3 separate regions of the Mus musculus genome follow, and regions 1 and 2 are each linked to region 3. The links are chromatin contacts, called in public HiChIP or PLAC-seq maps. All regions are on one chromosome and are shown on one strand. Each heading gives the region's core, a stretch centred on a gene start, on an enhancer-like site or on the middle of the called end of the contact. The rest is flanking DNA. Distances are from core to core; before and after follow the strand shown. Region 1 overlaps 1500012K07Rik (RIKEN cDNA 1500012K07 gene). Region 2 overlaps Sv2b (synaptic vesicle glycoprotein 2 b). Region 3 overlaps Akap13 (A kinase (PRKA) anchor protein 13).

What was found. HiChIP or PLAC-seq counts read pairs in DNA pulled down with a chosen protein or histone mark.
Region 1: an H3K27ac HiChIP or PLAC-seq map of large pre-B cells shows a contact between it and region 3, with 2.1 times the contacts expected there. The contact joins two enhancer-like sites. A contact is called at or near these places in 3 of 39 promoter capture datasets (the C10 cell line and neural stem cells) and 1 of 115 datasets of contacts at active chromatin or transcription factors (large pre-B cells).
Region 2: a contact with region 3 is called in an H3K27ac HiChIP or PLAC-seq map of large pre-B cells, with 2.4 times the contacts expected there. The contact joins two enhancer-like sites. A contact is called at or near these places in 2 of 39 promoter capture datasets (the C10 cell line and neural stem cells) and 1 of 115 datasets of contacts at active chromatin or transcription factors (large pre-B cells).

Annotation. Positions count from the first base shown.
Region 1 is chr7:75,316,832-75,319,870 of GRCm38.p6, reverse strand. All of the region lies in intron 2 of 1500012K07Rik (RIKEN cDNA 1500012K07 gene), which reads right to left. Among named protein-coding and RNA genes, the nearest start is that of Sv2b, 9.1 kb to the right of the region's middle. Within about 2 kb of position 1,325, at least 19 of the 459 cell types and tissues checked have an H3K27ac peak or open chromatin away from gene starts, as enhancers often do.
Region 2 is chr7:75,293,926-75,297,015 of GRCm38.p6, reverse strand. The region is part of intron 1 of Sv2b (synaptic vesicle glycoprotein 2 b); the gene reads left to right. Among named protein-coding and RNA genes, the nearest start is that of 1500012K07Rik, 13 kb to the left of the region's middle. Within about 2 kb of position 1,350, at least 41 of the 459 cell types and tissues checked have an H3K27ac peak or open chromatin away from gene starts, as enhancers often do.
Region 3 is chr7:75,654,078-75,657,254 of GRCm38.p6, reverse strand. The region is part of intron 8 of Akap13 (A kinase (PRKA) anchor protein 13); the gene reads right to left. Among named protein-coding and RNA genes, the nearest start is that of AU020206, 130 kb to the left of the region's middle. Within about 2 kb of position 1,469, at least 172 of the 459 cell types and tissues checked have an H3K27ac peak or open chromatin away from gene starts, as enhancers often do.

The sequences.
Region 1 (3,039 bases), core at 76-2,575, 340 kb after region 3:
CTCAGGAGAACAAAATGAGCCTGTGCAATGAACTGTAACTATTTGCAACTATGAATTATGGAGTTATTAATGCGGGAGATCCAAGCTTAGTTAAATTAGCTTGTAAGTGGCATCCGATCTATAGAGATTCTGTTTGATCAGGATGCTAGTCTAATTCATAGCTGAACTGCCTTCTATCTAACTTTCTCTGCAGGAGCCGCCATTAATGAATCTCCGAGGAAAATCTTAATAAGCCAGTGAGTAAAAGTATTCTAAATCATGTCCTAAATGGGTTAAACAGGACAGATTTCATGACTGTAAACCTGTGTAGCCTTACATCTCCTGGCTCCCTTGAGGTCCACTTTTAAGAAGATGAAAGCAACTAGGAATTTAGTGTTTATATGCTATTTTGGAGGATGAACGATGTGCTAAAATTAAGGGGAACCGATTGACAATCCTTATCTCTTTAGCAGCCTTTCTGTTACCACTTATGCCACAACATACTGTTCATGATTTATCTGCTCTCTCTCTTTCTGCCTTTTCTGTTCTCTCCCCATCTCTGTCTCTGGTGGTGCTTGGAATTGAAGCCAGGGCCTTCCTCAGGCTAAGCAAGTACTCTACCATCAAGCTTCCTCATCCCTGTCACCATTTGTCTAGTCTATATATATTATATATTATACTATATACTATATATTACATATCATATATTATATATTGGACAAATGTATACATGTATGTATGTATTTGACTTCTAGGGCATTTCTCATACTAGATGAGCCACACTCAGGGAGAATCCATCATTTGATCATCTGGACACTTGTGCATAAAGAGAAGTTCACAGCACACAGTGCACCCTTTGACTGATGTGGGGTGAAAGCTGGCATGTCAATGCTTCACTCTTCTAACCCCTGGGCAACATTTCTATGTCATGTTTTATATGTTTCTTCAGAAATTTCCTGCGAGGTTAATGCTCACTTGTTGACAGGAGTGACTAGTGGAATAATAAGCTCTTAACTGTGCGTTTCTTCCTCTTCTATTTCATCCTTGAGATTATACCTACCCTTGCACTCCGAGTTCTGCATGCAAAGGCTACGCTTTCAGGGGAAAAATAGTCAACGGCATTTGGCACTGGGAAGTGTCTTGGAAAGCAATTCCTCAGGATGGAATCTGATGCGAGCCCACTGCCTTGGAGGCATTGCACTGTGACTGTCACTGAGACTTTCTGGGATGGAGAACTGTGATGAGGAGCAGGTGCAAGAGGAAGCAAGGGTGTGGATGGAGGAGCCTGGGCTAAGGCAGCAGCCTTCATGCAGATGCTGGTCCTCAACATGGCTTAGAATGGCTGCCAGCAGCAAGCAGAGTTCTCCACTTCCTCTTTCAAAAGCAATGAACCAGAGACAGGCCTTCCAGGAGTGGTTCTTTATTTAGCCAGACCCTGCAAACCTTCTAAAATCAATCTCTGTGGCAAAGAAATGCTGTTAGGCTTGAGTTTCTGAATAAGTCATAAGCAAGGGGGCTGGTTTACCTCTAGAGTTGCTAATCACCAGCCTTAGGTCAGTAATGGGCTGCACACAGAATTTACATCCTTCTAAACTCCACAATTGCTGAAGAAGCCTGGATTGGATGGAGTATAGATTCTTTGAACTGTGTCTTCATTTCTTCATGGAACATATTCCCTTTAGAAACTGGAAACACAAAAATGACTATATATAAAATTACATATCAGGTTTACCAAAAAAATCCCTGTTTTAATATTAATACATATATCTAAAAATGTTACAATGCAGTTCATTTCTTTATGTATAACCAAACATTTAAGTACACATTTCAATATACATTTTAAAGAATATATATTTATATTATAGCTGGCATTATTGAGTTCCTACAGTATACCACAATGTTTCTTGTACCCTCATTTTCTGGCCTCTTCATGGTCATTCTACAGGACATTTCCTCATCCTGTCCCACAACCTATACGGGTTCAGCAATGGTTTTACAAGTAAAATTTCTTGAGATAGATTGCCAAACTTCTGATCTGGAGGTATAGGTGTTCTGCCTGCATGAATATCTGTGTACTATGTGTGTGCCTGGTACCTAAAGAGGCCAGAAGAAGGTATCAGAGCTCCTGGAACTGGCTGTGAACTGCTATGTGGGTCCTGGGAATCAAACCATGATCCTCTGGAAGAAAGGGTCTTAACTGCTAAGCCATCTCTCCAGCCAGCCACGTGACCTCTGGAGCTTGTTTCACTCCTCTGTGAGTCTCTATTCTTAGTTCAAGAAGGCAAGGGGACTTACTTTACGATGTTGCTGTGAAGACTAAATAAACCAGAACATGAAAGTAGTTTAGTACTGTGGCTGGTATGTAGTAAGTACTTACAAAGGTCAGCCGTAATATAAGTGTATATTTAAAAATAGTCATGACAAATACAGAAGTGGATGCTCACAGCCATCCATTGGATGGAGCACAGGGTCCCCAATGAAGAATGGACTCAAGGAGCTGAAGGGGGTTGCAACCCTATAGGAGGAACAGCAATATGAACTAACCAGTACCCCCAGAGCTCCCAGGGACTAAACCACCAACCAAAGAAAACACATGGTGGGATTCATGGCTCTAGCTGCATATGTAGCAAAGCATGGCCTAGTTGGCCATCAATGGGAGGAGAGACCCTTGGTCCTGTGAAGGGGAATGCCAGGATCAGGAAGCAGAAGTGGGTGGGTTGGTGAGCAGGGAAAAAGGGGATGGGATAGGGGGTTTTGGGAGGGGAAACCAGAAAAGAGGATAACATTTGAAATGTAAATAAGGAGAATATCTAATAAAAAAAGAAACCCAGAAAAACAAAAACCAAAAAATAGTCACTGAAATATATTTTTAAATTAGTTTTGTTTAGCACATAAGCAAGTACGTTTTATTGTGACATTTATATATTATATATCATTATCAAAATATAGTTTATTTTTAACACATGTTCTATGACATTGCTTGTAGTCATTTTTGTGGTCCCTATGTCTGAAGAGAATAACGATGCATTCAGTTAGTAAATGAAGACATAGTAGACATAC
Region 2 (3,090 bases), core at 101-2,600, 360 kb after region 3:
AACTCAAAGCTTTAGTGGCCCCACAATGTGAGCTTTGTTTTGCCGATGCCCGAGATTCAGGGGGTCAATTTCTGCTGAGCTAACACACAAGGCCCCTTTGTGGGCATTGGTCCTAGTTCCTTCGTGCTAGGGAGAAAGAGACGGAGGGGCTAAGAGGGGAAGTGATTTACTACTCCTGGGCAGATTTACGACCCAGAATTCCTGGCTTGAAATTCTCTACTTTGTACTGCCCTGGACTTCTGTGAAGGAGTTAGGTCAAGAACCATTGCTGAGTGAGCAGAGCAGTGACTCTATGGGAAGAGCCTTCACTGGTGTGAATCCCTTACTGTGTTCTAGCAACGTCTCAGTATGTCGATGAACAATCTAGGCGGCTGCCTCACTAATAGATAAGCTGTTTGGAAGCACACAGAAGGGACAACCTCCACCATGATTTTTTTTTTCTAGGTTTGTTGTGATTAAGATTCATCTCTGGGCTAAGAAAACTCTGCCTGGCCTAGTTGGGACCCACACCTACACCAAAATGTCAAAATGTGAAAAGCCCAAATTGCCTGTGGTGAGAATAGGGGGGGACGTTCTTCAAAGGAAGCTACCTAAGAAGAGCACATGGTTGCTAGGTAGGCAAACCCCACAGATATTTGCCACACTGAGCAGACTCCTTCAGCTGCAGTAAAGTTCATGGAACATTAGCTTCGTGGGAGAGCATCGTAGCCTTCCAGAGTCTGGCCATTTTCTCCAGCTCTCCTCCATTACTTAGGAGCTGAAGTGTTCACAGCTATCTTGCTTACTCTAGGATTGCATTAAAAAACTAAAATGCACAGAAGCAAAAAAAAATGCAGATTTCCTCCCTAAATTCCTTTACCTGTATTATGTATGTACATTGTATGCATGTATGTATGTACATATGTTTGTTTGTATGTATTTACTGTTTATTGATGGCCCATTGTGCCAGATGCTGGAATTAGTGGCAGGCAGAGAAGATGTGATCCCTGTTCTGAGGGGGTATATCACAGCTTAGTAAGTTGTAAGGCATCTTTGCCTATGTATATAAAACACACACAAACATTCTTAATATTAATTGTTTATCCTGTTGTTCAGTATGGCAAGCTTATTTATAACTAGATGCTTGATTACTATGCATCAGGGTGCTGACCCCACTCAAAGGAAGAGGAGTGTCTGCATCACACTGAGTTACTTGGCGGATGAGCATGACTTTGCACATTCTCCCTGGACGTAAGAGTACATTGGCAATGGAAGAGTAAAACTCCATCCTGGGACCATGCTGCTTGCCACTCTGTCCCTCTGAGGCTGGGAGAGTGGGTGGCCCTCATTTGTGCTGCTTCTGTTTGCAGGCTGTGAATGGGAGCTGGCACTGCAGGCTGCTTTGTTGTTGTGCGGTGATGTTTGAACACGGGGCAGCATATTGCTTTGCTATTATCAATTTATTTGTGTAATCCCAGCAGCTGGCAGTGGTATAATAACTTTCAAGTGAGAAAAAAAAAACCCTATTTGCTTAGAGAGAATAAAAATAGACAGAGAATGAGGTATGTCACAGATGACAGAATTCACAACGGCAGGATTTTTCTGTGGTTAGAATTCCCAGTGGGGTTTTCAAAGTGCAGAGAAGGGTCATGCTTTTGGAAGGGAAGCCTGTCTTGTCTTCTTTGCATGCACCAACAGAGCTAGAAAAATGGCTTTAGCTCTTGGGATTTGCTCAGGCTGTTGCTGGTGGGGACAAGCAGCCCTGCCTGAGACTGAATCCAGTAGAGTACAGACTTGGGTAGTAAAGTGCCATCCTTTGCCCTTTCCACCTCGTTGTTCTTCCCCTATGGTATGATGTGTTGAGTCTTCAGAAATATGGCCTTATTATCAACTAGTCCTGATGGGCAGCCAGAAGCAATGTCAGAAGCCTATATTAATTTAGAGACCTCTGGGGTCTTACTGACCAACAATTCAGAGGGAGGGGCCCCATGCCTACCACTGGGATTCTTGTTCAACAATCTGTGGCTTTTGGGAGGAGAATTATCCACCTGTGCAGGGTGCTTAACTTCAAGCTTCCTTTTGTTAAATTATGCTTTTAATTAGCTCTCCATATGGGTTTCAGACATCTGAAGCTTTGGCTAACTCTCCCAATCCCTCTCCTTTCCCTATGCCTGTTTAAATCTTCCCACCTCCAGAGACCTCTCTCCCTATAGTGATATCACATGTGCTATCTTCCCTCCCTTAAGAACCTCATTTAATCTTCTTTTTCTAGTTTTCTTGCCACCATATACACTCCAAATTAAACACACAAATCTGAAAATGTGACAGGAGGATTTACATTTGAGAGAGAACATTTTTTATTATTGTTGTTGTTTTGCTGAGTCTGTGTTAGCTCACTTAATATTTTCCATATATATATATATATATGTGGGAGATATATATATATATATATCTCCCACATATTTTATGCTTTTGTTATTTATGGCTGAGTATCATTTCATTGTGTACATAGAGAACACATTTTCTTTTGAAAAACTTTTTATTGATTCTTTGTGAATTTCACATCCTTCACCCCAACCCCACTCACCTCCTTGTCTCTTCCTATGCGCTCTTTGCCCTTGCTACCTCCCCACCAAAAGAAAAAATATCCTCCTTGTGGAATCTGTAGTGTGTGACAACAGTGTGTCCCACACCATATCTGTTTGTCCACACTTCTTTACTTGCAAATATTCATTGCAATGAGTCACTGGTCTGGTTCAAGACCTCTGTTTCTGCTACACCATCAATACAGGATCCTCACTGAGATTCCTATTGGATACCCTGCTGTTGCCCTGTGTCATGGAGATCCTGCAGCTTTGGATCTGTAGGACCAGCCCCTTCACACACTCCAGCAGTTCATAGAAAAACCCATTTTCTTTATCCATTTGTGCTGGCTAGACACAAACTAGAGTTGTCTGAGATGAGAGATTCTCAATCTAGGAATTACCGACATCAGACTGGCCCGTGGCATGTCTGTGGGGCATGTTATTGATTATTGAGCTGGGCACGCTCAGCCTACTGTGAGCGGTGCTGTCTCTAGGCAAGTGGGCCTGAGTTGTATAAGAAACCAAG
Region 3 (3,177 bases), core at 220-2,719:
TCTTATTATTATCATGTAGGAACATTTTTTAAAATATTTTTGTTTCTTTTTTCAATACTTGATTGTCCTGGAACTCACTCTGTAGGCCTTGAGCTCAGAGATGCACCTGCCTCTACCTCATTAATGCTGGGATTAAAGGCTACCACCAGAGGACGGGCCAGTTTGTTTTCTATGAGACAGGAAGGGGGTGGATCTAGAGGGGAGGTGAGGAAGAGATATTGTAATTAGAATATATTATGTAAGAGAAAAATATATTTCCAATAAAGGGGAAAAAATCAAGACAGTACATTAATTCAAAATCTCCAACAAAACAAAACCCTAGAATGGACAGAAATGAGTGATTCAGAAAGCAGGAAAACAGCTAGTTTCAACAGTTAGAAAAGCTAGTCAATAGTATCAGCAAACCGTAGCTGCTCTGATGAGGAAGGTTACAAGCTACCCGAGCTACACAGTGGTACCACAAGTCTAAGAGGGAAACCACAGGGTCTACACACAGGAAGGATATTAAAGACTGACTATAAACAACTTCTGTGTTGAGTTCACTAACTCTAAAGAAATGATCAAATCTGCTCACAATGACATAAATAACTTCAGTATTCATTCAAGCCACTGAATTTGTGGTTTAGAACTTTGCTTCAAGGGGAACCCCAGGCCAGGAGCTTTCTGGTGAATCCCACAAACACTTAAGGGAGCCGCAACACAGATCTTACGCAAACACTTTTAGGAAACAGACAAATAAACAACAGGTCACAGCTTGTTTTCTGAGCCGCCAACATCAAAACCAGATAAAGGCAGAAAAGCATTGGTCACTCTTAGGAATGGTGCAGAATCACTAGCAGAATTTTTGGTAACCTGACTTAGGCAATCCATGTGGAAGATAAGCATATCGTGAACAAGCGGGTTAATTCTAAGAACTCTATCGTAGTGTTGCAAAAAATATGTACGTAACAGCAATTGGTGGAGGGAGGAAAGGGAAGAAAGAAATGATGTAAATACAGTATAGTCTCAAGAAAATAAACAATTAAAAAATTCAGTTTAGGTCTACTAACCCTCAAACTGAGGAAAACCAAAAGGGGAAGACAACTTGGTAAAAACTGATACCTACTAAAATAAATGATCAGAACACTAACAGAAAAAAAAAAATCCTCAACCTGATAAGACATTCTTAAAACACAAAACAACTCTATATAGTCAGTCAACATCATTCCCAAGGATAAGAAGACTAAGTGCACTAATCTGAAATCAAGAATAAGACCGAAGAACAGCCACCGTGCTACGTGTATCCAGCACTGCTCTGGAGGGCTACTCAGTGCACCAAACAGAAAAGAAACAATACATGCAACCGGAAGAAGTGGTGAATCGACTCAAAGATGACCTAACTGTCTACAAAGATTCTAAACAACAAGCATGCTACTAGAATAAGTGCCCGAGTGTTGTGAGGCAGACGCCCAAGTCAGTATTAGTTTTATGTATTGGCAAAGATACGTAGACACTAAAACTGAAAGTAAAAGCTATAGCATTTACAGTAACAGCAAGACATTTGGTTAGGGAAAAATGTAAAAGATGGATAATATTTACACCATGGAACTAAAAAAAAATACTGAAATTAAAGGTTCATACAGAGAAAGGACATTTGTAAATCAGAAACTCTAATAGTTATATCCCTAAAATCATGCACATGACTTTAAGAGCCACATGAATCAAGCCAGTATAGTCCTGGTGTAAAACAGGATAAAGGTCAGTGGAAAAGAACTGAAGTCAGCTACTTAATTTGACAAAGATGCCAAGTTATTTCAATAGGGAACAAACAGGCAGGGGCCTAGAATAAGCAGCTTACTAAAAAACAGCACTAATACAAGACATACACGAGAAAGCATTCCTAGCTGTGCCATTCAACAGGAGAACAGAAATGAAAACTCTAAGGAAGACTGCCCAGGGGTTTGGGGTGCCTGCTGTTCTTTCAGAGGAAACCTATGTCAGGCAGCTCAGAGCAGCCTGCAACTCCAGCTCCAGAGAATCTGATGACCTCTTCCGGTCTCTGGTGGCGGGGTGATGGGTGGGTGGGTGGGTGGACCTCCATAAACAAGGCAGACACAAAACAATTCAAATAAACCTCATAGGTATACAAATATATGACTACTAGAACAGCTCAGATTAAAGACTAATAGTACAAAGTGTTGACCAGAATATAAAATAATGGAAACTCAGACACACTGTTAATGTCATGTAAAAGGATAGATTTTGGAAACTAGGCTAGTGGTTTCTACAATGTCAAAAAACACTCAGATTACACCCAGCAATGGACTAAAGTTATTAATAAAAGCAAAATCTTTCTTTTAAAATTCCCCGTCTGTCTGTCTGTCTGTCTGTCTGTCTGTGTCTGTCTGTCTGTCTCTGTCTCTCTCTCTCTGTGTTTGAGCACGCACGCACGCATGCATATGTGTTTGTGCTCATGCCATGGTATATGGAAGTCAGAAATAACTTGAGGCAGTTGGTTCCCTTATACCACAATGTAAATCCCTGTTATTAAACTCAGGTATCAGTCTTGTTTGCAAGCATCCTGACCTACTGAACAGTCTTGCCAGCCCCAAACATATTTCTGTACTAAGACTTTTTAATGGCAGCTTAACTCATGGGAGACTCAGACTGACAGAAATAACTTGTCGTACATCCATACAATGCAACATTCATAAGGAACAATCTACAATTAAAACAACACAAATAGTTTTATGTTAAGAGGCAGATGGCAAAGACAAGAAACAGAAGCCTACTTTCTTTTTTTAAAAAACAAATAAATAAAGCCAAACTAAAACAAATAAAAACAATCTCCCAAGCAGTGTTTCAGAGAATGTTCTAATTTTTTTAACCTGTACCTCATTTTTACTGTGAGACACTTCTCTGTTAGCAAGCAAAGCTATCACAATTCAGCATAAAAGTAAATTTTGAAGTGGGGAACATTAAAACAATCCTTTTGCCCCTTTCATTATAACAGAGGTTGCATAAGCACTGAAATAACTTAGTTAACAGAAATCAAAAAGCTTAGAGGAGTCTCAAATATCAGAATGAAGAACATGCAAATGAGTCTCCCTAAACTAGGCAACTCCTCCCCTCTCCAGTACTGCAATGGTGTTCTCAGCCAACACTCTGGCAAAGGCTAACATGTGTGTCTTCGAATTT